Linked DNA regions of Mus musculus: regions 1, 3 and 4 are each linked to region 2. A link is a contact called in public promoter capture Hi-C data. All regions are on one chromosome and are shown on one strand. Each heading gives the region's core, a stretch centred on a gene start, on an enhancer-like site or on the middle of the called end of the contact. The rest is flanking DNA. Distances are from core to core; before and after follow the strand shown. Region 1 holds the start of Dnmt1 (DNA methyltransferase (cytosine-5) 1). Region 2 holds the start of AB124611 (cDNA sequence AB124611). Region 3 holds the start of Mrpl4 (mitochondrial ribosomal protein L4). Region 4 holds the start of Zfp653 (zinc finger protein 653).

Evidence for each region. Promoter capture Hi-C pulls out the DNA fragments that hold promoters and counts their contacts. Capture Hi-C pulls out chosen DNA fragments and counts their contacts.
Region 1: a promoter capture Hi-C map of liver shows a contact between it and region 2, with 3 times the contacts expected there. The contact joins the promoter of Dnmt1 here to the promoter of AB124611 in region 2. A contact is called at or near these places in 4 of 39 promoter capture datasets (the C10 cell line, liver, maxillary cranial neural crest and 1 more) and 1 of 115 datasets of contacts at active chromatin or transcription factors (memory CD8 T cells).
Region 3: a contact with region 2 is called in a promoter capture Hi-C map of adipose tissue. The contact joins the promoter of Mrpl4 here to the promoter of AB124611 in region 2. A contact is called at or near these places in 1 of 115 datasets of contacts at active chromatin or transcription factors (memory CD8 T cells) and 2 of 9 other capture datasets (adipose tissue and liver).
Region 4: a contact with region 2 is called in a promoter capture Hi-C map of liver, with 2.5 times the contacts expected there. The contact joins the promoter of Zfp653 here to the promoter of AB124611 in region 2. A contact is called at or near these places in 3 of 39 promoter capture datasets (liver and neural stem cells).

Annotation. Positions count from the first base shown.
Region 1 is chr9:20,951,337-20,954,465 of GRCm38.p6, forward strand. Dnmt1 (DNA methyltransferase (cytosine-5) 1) reads right to left here and starts at 1,643. Exons shown (of 39, transcript NM_001199431.1): 1 at 1,372-1,643. The coding sequence starts at 1,451.
Region 2 is chr9:21,524,393-21,527,460 of GRCm38.p6, forward strand. AB124611 (cDNA sequence AB124611) reads left to right here and starts at 1,785. Exons shown (of 7, transcript NM_001198794.1): 1 at 1,785-1,915. The coding sequence starts at 1,873.
Region 3 is chr9:21,001,202-21,004,580 of GRCm38.p6, forward strand. It overlaps Mrpl4 (mitochondrial ribosomal protein L4), which reads left to right and starts at 1,536. Exons shown (of 9, transcript NM_023167.2): 1 at 1,536-1,796; 2 at 1,883-1,949; 3 at 2,053-2,203. The coding sequence starts at 1,740.
Region 4 is chr9:22,069,697-22,072,782 of GRCm38.p6, forward strand. It overlaps Zfp653 (zinc finger protein 653), which reads right to left and starts at 1,680. Exons shown (of 9, transcript NM_177318.3): 1 at 1,353-1,680. The coding sequence starts at 1,645. It overlaps Ecsit (ECSIT signalling integrator), which reads right to left. Exons shown (of 9, transcript NM_001253897.1): 9 at 2,550-2,884. The coding sequence ends at 2,628. Gm16845 (predicted gene, 16845) reads left to right here and starts at 1,306. Exons shown (of 3, transcript NR_040407.1): 1 at 1,306-1,468.

The DNA.
Region 1 (3,129 bases), core at 393-2,892, 570 kb before region 2:
AGAAGACACAGGCAGAGAGAGAGAGAGAGAATCCCAGGCCAGTCTCCAATACAAGTGAAAGGGCTGAAGGTGTAGCTCAGTACAGAGCTTCAGGTCCAACCCTGGGGGCGAGCTGGGGGCAGGGGTGTTTGACAAGGGGAATTCAGCCGCTTCTCCCACTTTATCCCCCAAAGCTCAAATGGGAATCGGCCTGGCATCACCCCAGTAAACTAACCCCCGGGATAGCAAAAGCAGACTCAGAATCGGGTTGGGATGTGTCCAGCACTAGCAGGGCACCTATGACTAATGCTCAATGACGCGCGGGACAAGCTTTCAGGAATGAACGGATTGACGATGCCCTTCTGGAACAGGAAGCGGGATCCAGTGTTCCCGCCAATCCTTGCACACAGCCGTCCTCATGGAGGCGTGGAAGGTACTAGTGGAGGGCCCATTACCCAGGTCTTCCTTGATTGCTTGGGGAGGGGGGGGGGAGAGGGGGGATTCATATGCACTGAAATGGGGGACTTTACCTGCCATCCCTCACTCCTCGAAATAAACACTGGACAATGTAAAAAGCTTCCTCGATGGCGCCAGGACCGAAAGAACTGGTTTACAGGGGCTAAAATAATAGGGCGGGGGCCGAGACATCTCACTACCATTCATCTTTCCTTCCCCCTGATAAACACTTTGAATGGAGTTAAAGGTTTCCTCGATTGCTCTGGGATCTCGGGACAGAGTTATGTCACTGCCAAAGTGGAGGGCCCATTCTGCAGCACCAGCTCTTTCCAGGCAGAGTCTCTTTGATAGCTCCAGGATCGCAGGAGCTCCTTTACGTTAGGATGAAAACAAAACAAAATCCCACGAGGGCTTCAAGCTGCCCAGGCCCGGCCCGGCAGGATGAGAGAGAAAAGGTCCTAGGACTTGACAGCGGGGCTGGGAAGGAGGGCCCTTCTGAACCAGGGCCAGGGGAACCGGCGGAGGGACCCTCGGGTGGGCGCGGCGGGATCTGCAGGGCACCGGAAGTGGAGGCTGGAGCGGAGTGGGGGCTTCAGGGTGTCCACAGGCCGGGAGAGGGGCACTTCCTGCACACCCAGGAGCCTGGCTGACCAAAGAGGGGAACCCCTGAGGGTGTCCCCAAGCTTGTTCTATTTCAGAGGGCTGATCCCCTTGCTCCCTCAAGCTCCCAGTCAATGGGCTTGCCAGCACCCCGGCCCCCACCCATTTTGGCGCCAACAGCTAAGGGCACGCGCGACAGGAAGCACAGCCCGCGCCAAACGCTGCCCCGCGCATGCGCGCCCTGGCTGTCAGCGGCCGCAGGGCCACCCGGAGATACCCCCAATATATGCCTCGGCATCGGTCCCGCCCCTCACCCCCACCCTGCGTGGCACCTACCGCCTGCGGACATGGTCCGGGAGCGAGCCTGCCGGGGAGGCAAGCGCAGGCACTCGGGCTGGAGCTGTTCGCGCTGGCATCTTGCAGGTTGCAGACGACAGAACAGCTCTGAACGAGACCCCGGCTTTTTCGCGCGCGCGGAAACCAATTGGGAGGGGGCGGCGCAAGCGGAAGCAGCATGTACCACACAGGGCAAGAGAGTGGGGGAAGACCATGCTATGCCCGAAGGGAGTGCGCATGCGCGCAACGGAGGCACCCACACCTCCTGGCTATAGTGGGCTCGTCCGTGCTGCGACTGGCGCCACCCACCTCCCCCTTGCCTGAAGAGGTGGCTCGGCACTTGAGAGCAGGTAGTGCTGCTCTTGCAGAGGATGACTCTGGTTTGCTTGCCAGCACCCGCATCCAGCCGCTCCAAGCCCCTGTAATTCCACTTCCAGGGGGTCCTACAGCCTCTTCTGGCCTCTATGGGCATTGCACTCACATGCACAAACACAACTTTAAAAAAAAAAAAATCTTTTGAGTCTGGCAGAGGCTGTGGCATGCATGCATTTGATTCCAGCACTCAGAATGCAAAAGCCAGAGGATCTCTGTGTATTGAGCCTGGTCTAAAAACAAAATCTTCTTGAAAAAGGAAAAAGGTAGGCGGTGGTGGCGCATGCCTGCAGTCCCTTACACTAAGGAGGCAGAGGCAGGCAGATCTCAGTTTGAGGTCAGCCAAGTCTATACAGTGGAGTTCTAGGACAGCCAGAGCCACACAGAGAAAGCCAGTCTCAAAACAAAACAAACAAAAGTGGGCTTGTCTGCGCAGTGGCTAGCTTCCTCCCTGGAGAGCACCCACCCACATCCAGCCACTCGAAGCCCTGTAACTCCACTTCCAGGGGAAGGCCGCTGTGGACACTGCTCTTAAATGCACCAACAATTTTTTAACCCAAGATAGGCTTGACTTTACTATCTATACAATAGATAATATGGTTGATCTTAAAGTTCAGACCTCCTGCCTCTCTCTGGTCTTGAGTGATGGATTTATGGGTATGCCCCACTGTAACTACCATCTTCACTGGAAGATGAAATGTGTGGTTCTGTAGTGTCTAACTATATGTCCATGATCCATATTTCTGGAACTTACATCTTCAGAAGGAGAAACTATAGGCATAACTCTATCCCCCTCCCCTTCTGCTCATCTTTTGTTACCATTTTGGTAAGAAATACATGAACCCTTAAACAAAAGGCCTCCCGTCTAACCCCATCTTCACCCCCTTGTCCTCTAAAACGACCATGAGCACACCATCTGGACTCTTCCTCAGTGGCTTCATCTATCAGAGCTGAAATCACCTCCTTAAAAAGATAATTCAGAAGTGAACTGGACCAATATACCAATGAAGTAGTATAGTGGTAAGGCCAGGAACCACTTCTGCCATCTGGGTTTAATAAAAAAAAAAAAAGCAGATCGCAGAGAAATGATATTTTCTATTTACCTTCCACATGGTATGGAAGGATTTAGAATATACAGTTCAACAGCAGAATATTAACCTCACAGCAGAAGCCTTGGGAGTCATCCCTAGCACCAGATGAATAAAAGAATGACCGAGGACCAGAAAGACAGCTGAGAGAACTGAGCCAGAAGTAGTCTCCCTCTGACCATGTGTGTAAGTTGACATCACATACCCACGCACATGTACACAAATGTGAAATTGTTAAAGAACTTTTCCCAACAAACCTAACTTTAAAAATCCTGAGGCACTGGGGATGGAGAGATGG
Region 2 (3,068 bases), core at 535-3,034:
ACAGTTTCACCAAAAAAAAAAAAAAAAAAAAAAAAGAGTTCAAGGTTATTACTATATATGAATTCAAAGGCAGTCAGGACTATGTGAGACCCTGTCTCAATGCTAAAGGCCTACTACTCTGATGGCTTTTTGTTGACTGTTTGTCTTTGGTTTTTCTGCCTTTTTCTTCTTTTTTTTCCAAAACAGGGTCTCACTATGTGACTCTGGCTGTCCTTGAACTCACAGTATAGACTAGGCATCAAACAGGGATCTGCCTGCCTGATCTGGAATGCTGGGATTAAAGGCATGGCAACTGGTTGTTTGGTTGTTTCCTTTTGTTTTGTCTTGTTTTTGAGACAGTCTCAGCTGGACAACCAGAGATACACAGAGAAATTCTGTATCAGAGAAAAAATTTAAAAGGTGTGTGTGTGTGTGTATGTGTGTGTGTGTGTGTGTGTGTGACTATGTAGCTCAGGCTGACCTTGAATGGAGTCTAAGATGTGCTCCTTATACGTTTGTTTTGGTTGTGAGCCTAGCCTTTAATGTCTGAGCCGCCATCGTTGTAGCTCTAGCAGAGATGTACGTCTTTTCGAGGTTTATTTGTTTATGGCTGGTTTGCCTGCGTGTACAACTTGTGTGTAGAACCCAAGAACTCAGAAGAGGGCACTGGATCCCTGGAACCAGGGTTACTGCTGGTTATAAGCTGCCATGTGAGTGCTGGGAATCAAACCTAGGTTCTTAGGAGGAACAGCCAGTGTCCCTAACCACTGTGCCACCTCTCTAGCCACTTTTCCTCGGTAAGTGTGTCAGTTACTTTCTGTTGCTCTGATAAAGACAACTTATAGAAGGAAGGGCTTATTCCTGCTTATGGTTCCAGAGGAAGACTCCATGATGATGGAGTGGAAGCAGCTCCGGCTAGAACGGCAGCAGAGAGCAAGCTCTCTTGAACCACAGACAGGAAATAAACTGGGAAGAACCGCGGTCTGAACTCTCAGAGCTTGTGACCAGTAGTGTACTTCCTCCAGCAAGGCCATGCCTCTGGAACCTCACAAACAATGACACCAACTGTCCTGTTCTAATGCCACAGCCTCTGGAGACAGTCTCATTTAAAACACAGTAGACCCTTAGACACATTTGATGATTGAATGGGGAACTAAATAAAATGTACCATTAACTAAAGTGTGTGAATTGTATCAGAATTTGCCCAGCCAAGCTTCTTGTCTCCTTCACCTGGTGTGTCTTCAACTACCTGAGGAAACCTTGCAGCCTTTATCCAAAGCTGCAAACCTCTAGGCATGTAGCTACTTAAAGCTAGACTAGCACTCTCCCACAGAGCCGCCCCCCAGCTCCTAGCTGGGGAATTCTAGGAGACCATTCTTAGGCTAGGAGCCAGGCCCTTTGGCTACACTGTTGCATTTGCTCTCAGGATTCCCTGATTTAATTAATATCCACTACTCTCATCCCAGCAATAGAGCAGCTGAGATACCACCGTACTCAGACCTTGCCTGAGGACACTCTGGTTGAGTCTTGATCCCCAGATGCCACCAGGTCATTTGGTTTTGCCTTTGTTGGTGTGTCTTGGGTAGAGGCTTCCCTCGTAGCACACTGGCACTACCAAGATTCTCGGGGTTGAAGGGAGGAAGCAAACATTTCCCCGGCTGCAGTGTACAAAACTGTAGCCAATAGGGCCACTGGGCACTTGTGGGGTGGCTGGCTGTGTGTTTGGGGAATGGGTGGGGACAGGAGTCTCTTTTGGTGCCCAAGCTTGTGTGCAACTTCCTGCCACCCAGGAAACTGTACAAACCAACACTCGCTTCTCCTTTCTCCGCTGTGGTCTCGGGCTGGCAGGGAGCCCCAGATCCCCGTGGCCTTGGCCAGCTTTCCCAGCCCTACATGGGAGGAGAGATGCCCTGGACCATCCTGCTGTTTGCATCTGGTGAGTCTGAAACTTGCCCTTGGGGGAAGGACCCAGCTGCCCTGTCAGGCAGAAAGCAGAGTGGGGCTGCCCCTTCCGTGATTAGATGACACTGATGCCCCCACCCCATCCCCGGGGTCACCCTGGAGCCTGGGAAACTGCCTGACCACAGCCTTCTCATTCCAGCGTTCTTGTGCCCTGCGGAGACAAGTTCTGTAGAAACACCTTCCCACACCTTCCCGCCAGCAGTGCCTCCGCCCCCTTGGGCTCCAGGCTTGCTGTACTCAGAGTCCAGGACTTGGGCAGTTGTGGAATCAGGAGAGGTTAGCTCGAAAGCTCTGTGGAGTGTCATCTGCAGGTCCCCTGCTCAGGGGCTGGGACAAAACTCAAGGGTAGAGTGCCTCCCTGGGATGGATATGGCTGGCGCTCTCTCTCTCTCTCTCTCTCTCTCTCTCTCTATCTCTGTGTGTGTGTGTGTGTGTGTTTCTTTAACGCGGGCTGGTGGCACTTGCTGTCAAGCCTAATCACCTGAGTTTTTCCCTAGCATTCACATGGTGGGAGGAGAAAACTAATTCTTGTAAGTTGTCCTCTGATTTTCACACACATACCTCAGCACAAATATCCACACACCTACATAACATGAATTAATAAATTTAAATTTTTTTCGAGACAGGGTTTCTCTGTATAGCCCTGTCTGTCCTGGAACTCACTCTGTAGACCAGGCTGGCCTCGAACTCAGAAATCTGCCTGCCTCTGCCTCCCAAGTGCTGGGATCAAAGGCATGTGCCACCACTGCCGGGCTATAAATTTAATTTAAAAAAGACAGAACAGGGGGCTGGAGAGCTGCCACAGCCCTTAAGAGCACTGGCTGCTTTTCCAAAAACCTGGGTCCAATTCCCAGCCACCCACAAGGCAGATCACAATGTTCTGTAACTTGGGTCCAAAGGGATTTAACATCTTTTTTGGCCTCCACAGAGACCACATAATACCTAGATATACATGCAGGCAAGTCACTCCTACATATAAAATACATTTTTTTTTTTAAAGATTTATTTATTATTATATGTAAGTACACTGTAGCTGTCCTCAGACACACCAGAAGAGGGAGTCAGATCTTGTTACAGATGGTTGTGAGCCACCATGTGGTTGCTGGGATTTGAACTCTGGACCTTCG
Region 3 (3,379 bases), core at 286-2,785, 520 kb before region 2:
AGAGGGATATAGCCAGCCCTGGAGAATCTAAGAAATACTGAAAGCTTTCTGGCAGGACTTTCATTTAAAGAATCAAACACATCTGGAAAGAGGAGGCTGGAGGATTTCAAGATTACATACTGGAGTTCTCTCTCAACAAATAAATAAACCCCATAGGGGCTGGAGAGATGGCTCAGCTGCTAGGGCACCTAAACTGCACAAACATCTTGATCTTTAGCACTAAATAAACCAGCATGGTGGCACATACATATAATCTCAGGACTCTTGAGGTGGGGGGCAGAAGAATCAGAAATTCAGCCGGGCATGGTGGCGCATGCCTTTAATCCCAGCACTCGGGAGGCAGAGGCAGGCGGATTTCTGAGTTCGAAGCCAGCCTGGTCTACAGAGTGAGTTCCAGGACAGCCAGGGCTACACAGAGAAACCCTGTCTCAAAAAAAAAAAAAAAAAAAAAGAATCAGAAATTCAAGGTTACTCTTGACTACACAGAGTTCAAGGCCAGCCAAATCAGACCCCTTCACACACCAAAGAGAGGGGGAGGGAAGATCAGATAAAATTAGATTCACCTGGTCATGTAAGCATAGCGGTGCAGACAACCAGCAATCCAGACCTCCGGAAGCCAGACAGGGAGACTCTGAACTCAAGGTCATCCTTGGCTACACAGAGAAGCCTTGTTTACAAAAGAATAGGATGGCGTTTGAGATGGCTCAGCTGGTTAGGTGGCTTGCCACCAAACTGGATGGCCTGAGTTCTATCCACAGAGTGAAAGGAAATCGCAACTCCCTTGAGTTGTCTTCTTACTTCCACACTCAAACACAAAAATAAATTAAGAAAACTAAAATAGGAGCTGGAGAGATAGCTCTGTGGTTAAGAGCACTGTCTGCTCTTCCCGAGTTCGATTCCCAGCAACCACATGGTGGCTCATAGCCACCTATAATGGGATCTGATGCTCTCTTCAGGCATGCAAACAGAGCACTTATATGTATAAAATAAATAAAATATTTCTTAAAAGTAAAAAATTAAAATACATATATATTGAAAAAGCGAAAAATAGCCACATGACATGGACATGGCACACACCTTTAAAATTTTTTTCTTAATTTCCAGACAGGGTCTCACTCTGAAGTCACTATGTACTATATAGACCAGGCTGGCCTCGAATTGCAGTGTTGCTTCTGAGTGCTAGAATTAAAATCATGCAACACCACGGCCCAGCCCAGCACACATCTTTAGTCTCAGTACTCAGGAATCAGAATCATGTGGATCTCTCTGAGTTCGAGGTCGCCCTGCGCTGCATAGGGTGAGTCAGGAGTGAGACCCTTACTCTAAAAGACAAAAGTCAATTCATATCAATAATGGTAAAGGGAGAGAAAGACACAGGAAAAAAATGTAGGCAAAATACGCAGTGTAGCAGGAGGCTCATCCACGTTCAATAAAAAAGATAAACGCTTATTAGCCAGGTACCGCCCAGGTATGGGCGGACCCTCCATCAATACTTGAGGTTCATTGGTTAAAAGAGAACCGCGTCTCTGGGGTTTGCTTCCCGGCACCCGGCTCTGGCTCTCCGGTGTCGGGGCTTCCGGCTGTCAAGTGGAGCTGATCCACAGCCTCAGGCTTCGGGACCTGGCGCTGATGGCGGCGGAATCGCCTTCGTGACGTACCCGGCGCACATACGACGTCATCAGCCACCGCCGCGAGCGTCCGTACCGCAGCGACCTCGGCGCTGCGAGAGGTCCTCCGAGATGCTGCGGTTGTTCCAGGCCGCTTCCCGGGCCTCGCTTCGACTCTCTGGCTCCCGGGTAGGGCACTGAGCTGAGGTCAAGGCCGGAGGTCAAAGGTTGAGAACCTCCGAGAGCACCTCTAACTCCCGCCTGTCATTTTCCAGGTCATCCACTCTCTAGCGGAAGGCGCGGAGCGGCCGGCCGAGATTTCAGAGCCGCGAGATAGCGCTGGTGAGACGACCGGGACCTTGACACACAGAGTGGGGGGAGATAGCACAGAAGGTACTGAGCTTTGATCCTGACCCTTGACCGCTCATTTGTCACCCCCCGCCAGGTCTCCTAGATCCTGTTTTGCGCAAGTGTGAGCTCCGGATCCCAGTGCACCGGCGTCCGGTGCAAGCCTGGGTCGAGTCTCTCCGAGGCTTTGAGCAGGAGCGCATCGGCCTGGCGGAGCTGCACCCCGACGTGTTTGCAACGGCGCCTCGGTGAGTGCAGGGTGCAATGGGAGGAACTTGCCGTGGTTTCTCCACTTGACAAAAGGGGTGATCAGTTTCGCTGCTACAGGGCTGGAAGGCGAATGACTCAACCCTGCTGTCACCCTGACCTATTACATCCTGCCTTGCTCTCTTGTGCTTGGGTCTCCGTTTTGTCAGACCTCAAGAAGTTAGGTGACAGCCGGGTGGTGGTGGCTCATGCCTTTAATCCCAGCACTTGGGAGATAGAGGCAGGCAGATTTCTGAGTTCGAGGCCAGCCTGGTCTACAAAGTGAGTTCCAGGACAGCCAGGGCTACACAGAGAAACCCTGTCTCAAAAAACAAAAACAAAAACAACAACAACAACAACAACAAAAGAAGTTGTGTGACGACTAGGTAGATTAATCCACAACAGAGAAAATTCTCTAGAAGTGTTTTTTATTAGGGCTGGAGGTGTGCACTGTTAGAGGGCTTGCCTGCATGCACCTTGTCCTGGGTTCCCTTCTATAGCATACACATGTCCTGGTAACCCACACCTCTAACCCCACCAGCACTGTAGAGGTGGAAATAAGAGAATCAAGAAATTAATGGTCAAGGTTGCATAGTGAGTTCCAGACCAGTCTGGGCTACATGACACCATAAGTAAAAATAAAAATACTGGGCTGGTGAGATGGCTCAGTGGGTAAGAGCACCCGACTGCTCTTCCGAAGGTCCGAAGTTCAAATCCCAGCAACCACATGGTGGCTCACAACCACCCGTAATGAGATCTGATGCCCTCTTCTGGAGTGTCTGAAGACAGCTACAGTGTACTTACATATAATAAATAAATAAATCTTTAAAAAAAATAAAATAAAATAAAAATAAAAATACTAAGTACTGGAGAGATGGCTCACTAACTGCTTTCCAGAGGTCCTGAGTTCAATTCCCAGCAACCACATGGTGGTGGCTCACAACTATCTGTAATGGAATCTGATGCCCTGTTCTGGTGTGTCTGAAGACAGCTACAGTGTGCTCATATGCATAAGATGAATAAATAATCATTTAAAAAAGTAAGTAAATTCTATTAACATGATTTAAAAAAAATGACATCTAAGAAGGCCAGATTTTTCAGCATTTGTCTGTAATAGCAGCATAGGAGAGGCTGAGACAGGATGTAAGCATCTGTGTGGCTACTTAGAACCAGTTGTA
Region 4 (3,086 bases), core at 430-2,929, 550 kb after region 2:
GCTGGTGACTGGAACCAAACCCAGGCCCTCTGAAAGAGCAACAAATGCTCTTAACTACTGATCCAACCTCTTCAGGGCCTAGAATCAACTCTTAAAGAATCATTCATACAGATGAGTGCAGACAAGAGCAGAACACGCTACACCTGAACCCTTACTATGGGCCAAACCCTTTCTATGCTCTCTATTTTCATTTTGTATTTTATTTGAGATAGAGTATCGTTATGCAGCCCTGGCTGGCTGGAACTGTCTGTGCAAACCAGACAGATAATATCCAATCCAGTGTTCACACCATGCAGCTACTGGCTGGGGAAGCTGGGGCAACAGCTGGAGTCCCAGGGTGAGCTTTCCCTCCATGGCTTAGCATCCAGCTTGTCTTCCCACTGTGGACACCTGCACTGTGAGACAGCAGGAGTAACCTCTATTGGAAATGCTCCACCTTCTAGCTGTTCTTAAGGGCATGGGGTTTTTACTCTTGGGCACTTCTGCTGTCCTTGTCTCTTCCTGGAGGACACTGAGAGAGACATGCTTGAGTCTCAAACAGGAGAGGCCATCTACACTTTCAGAGCCTGCTTCTCAGTGTGGCAAGCTGCACATGACAGTTTACCAATAGGTCTGACAACTACAGCGTGGTGAACCATTCATGGTCTTAGTCTGATCCCTAGAGGGCACGTGGTAGAAGAGGACTAGCTCTGCAAAGCTGTCTTCCCACCTCCTTATGTGGGCCTACATACACCACACACGCACACATACACAAGAATAAAAGTGCCCTCACACCAAGCCTGGCACATGCCTTTAGTCCCAGCACTCAGGATGCACACAAGTAACCCTGACAAGGTTGTTGAAACAGGTGGCTGGGTTAAGGCTGCTTTCTTGTTGAGGATCCGGGTTTGGTTCCCACAACCTACATGGTGGTTCACAATGGTGGTTTCTGGGGATCCGACACCCTTTTCTGACCTCTGCAGGTAGTTCATGCACGTGGTACACATATATCCACGAAGGCAAGGCACTCATACGCAGAAAATCAGAGTGCCCAGCACCTTTGGAGGTTTACACCTGAGAGCCAGCCCCAGGCCAGGCCAGTGGAGGCGGGTCGACTCTTCAGACGGGCCAGTCGGAGCTTCCGAAGGCGGGCAGAGGGGTGGGGCACAGGCTTGCATTGGGTAGTCAATGGGTCGGAGGCGGAGCCGCGAGGAGGCGCGTGAGGGGTCTGGGTTGCCTAAGCCCGAGACCGAGGGCCGCCAGGCGGCCCGGGGGTGGGGCTTCACGCTCCGGGGGCGGGGCCGCTGCCCTTTTCGTCCCTCCCCCGGCTTCTTCTCTCCCTCCCTCCCTCTCCCGGCCCCGCGCCCCCTTACCCGTGGCGACCGCTACGCTGGCCACGCTCCAGCGAAATGAGGTAGGCGGCAAGTTTGGCGTCGCTCCAGCCGCTGCGGCGTCTCAGGTCCACCCAGGGGCCGTGCGCCTCGCCCAGGTACACGCGCCGCACGTCGTACTTCTTCCGGGACTCGAGCCGCCTCCGGGCCCGGTCCGACTCGGTGAGCCGCGGCCGGCCCCGCGCCTTTCTGCCTGCCGCGCCTTCCTCTGCCGCCGCCTCCCCGCCTGCGCCCGCCTCCGCCTCCGCCCCGGGCTCTGGAGCCCGCTCCGCCATCCCCCCCTCCCTGGTTACCGGCCTCCCCCGTTGTTAGGAGCCTCGACCGGAAGTGGCGCGCCTAGTCTGCGCCGCCGGGAGATTTCTCACAGGGTCTTCTCTGCCCGCGGCGCCAAACGGGGACAACTAGCCATAGCTGCGCATGCGCGTAGTCCGTCCGGCCCAGGCCATGGAAGTGCGTTCTGTTGACAAGTCAGTTATTTGGGAGGTAGAGGCACTGGGTACTGAAACTCAGGTAATCCTTGCCTCTCTATTGAATTCTTCGGCAATGTGATTAAAGATTTTTTCAAAAGGGCTGGAGAAATGGCTCACTGGTTAAGGGCACTCACTGCTTTTCCAGAGGACCTGCGCTCAAATTCAGCACCTACATGGCAGCTAGAACTGTCTGTAATTCCAAGATCTACCATTCTCACATAAACATATATACATGCAGAACACCAATGCACATAAAATAAAGGTAAATACATTTAAAAGATGTTTTTAAAGGCCAACAAGTCGGCTCTGCAGGTAAGGTGATGGCTGGCATACTTGACAATCTGAGTTACATTTCCGAGATTCACAGGGTCATATATCGGAACAGACTCCAGCAAATGGTCTTCTGACCTCCACACATCCCTCCCATACCATAAATATATAAATGGATTTTTTTTTTTTTTTTTGGTTTTTCGAGACAAGGTTTCTCTGTGTAGCCCTGGCTGTCCTGGAACTCACTCTGTAGACCAGGCTGGCCTCGAACTCAGAAATCTGTCTGCCTGCCTCCCGAGTGCTGGGATTAAAGGCGTGTGCCACCACGCCCATCTATAAATGGAATTTTTGAAAAGACAAGTTTAAAAAAGGGTCCCAAGGTGGTAAACCCAAAAGAGCCCATGCAGAACATACGAAGGGAAGCCACAGGGCCAGGGAAGAGGTTTTGATTTTTTTATTTTCTCCATATTATTTCATACCAGCCCAGTCTTTTCTCCTCATGCCAGCTCTATCTGACTCAACTTTGCCCCTGCTGCTGCTCTGCCTGAATGGTCTCATCATCTTCCTCAGGCCCCTTGGGAGGACTGTGGGGAGGGGACTGTCCCTCCAGCCTTGAAGTTGTCAGGAGCTCCCCCGTGGACCTGGCCAGGCGGAATACCACTGGGATCTGTGCCAGGGTTGGGTTGGTCTCCTGCAAGCCTTGGATCCACTTGATCAATGTTGCCTGATCATGGGCACCAGCCATGCACATGGCGAAGACAGGGCCTTCTGTCACTGTTAGGAGAAGAGTTTGTGTCTCACCACTGTGACGTACTCTGAGCACCTCCATGAGTTCACAGCCAGCTCCCTGTGCCACATAAATGTTCTACATTTCCCTTGGCCATGCCACCCGCTGCTCAGATACTATCAAGAGACTAAGTTTGAGCCCTAACTTGGAGGCTACCATGTGCCTCCTCCCAACTCCCCACATATAACT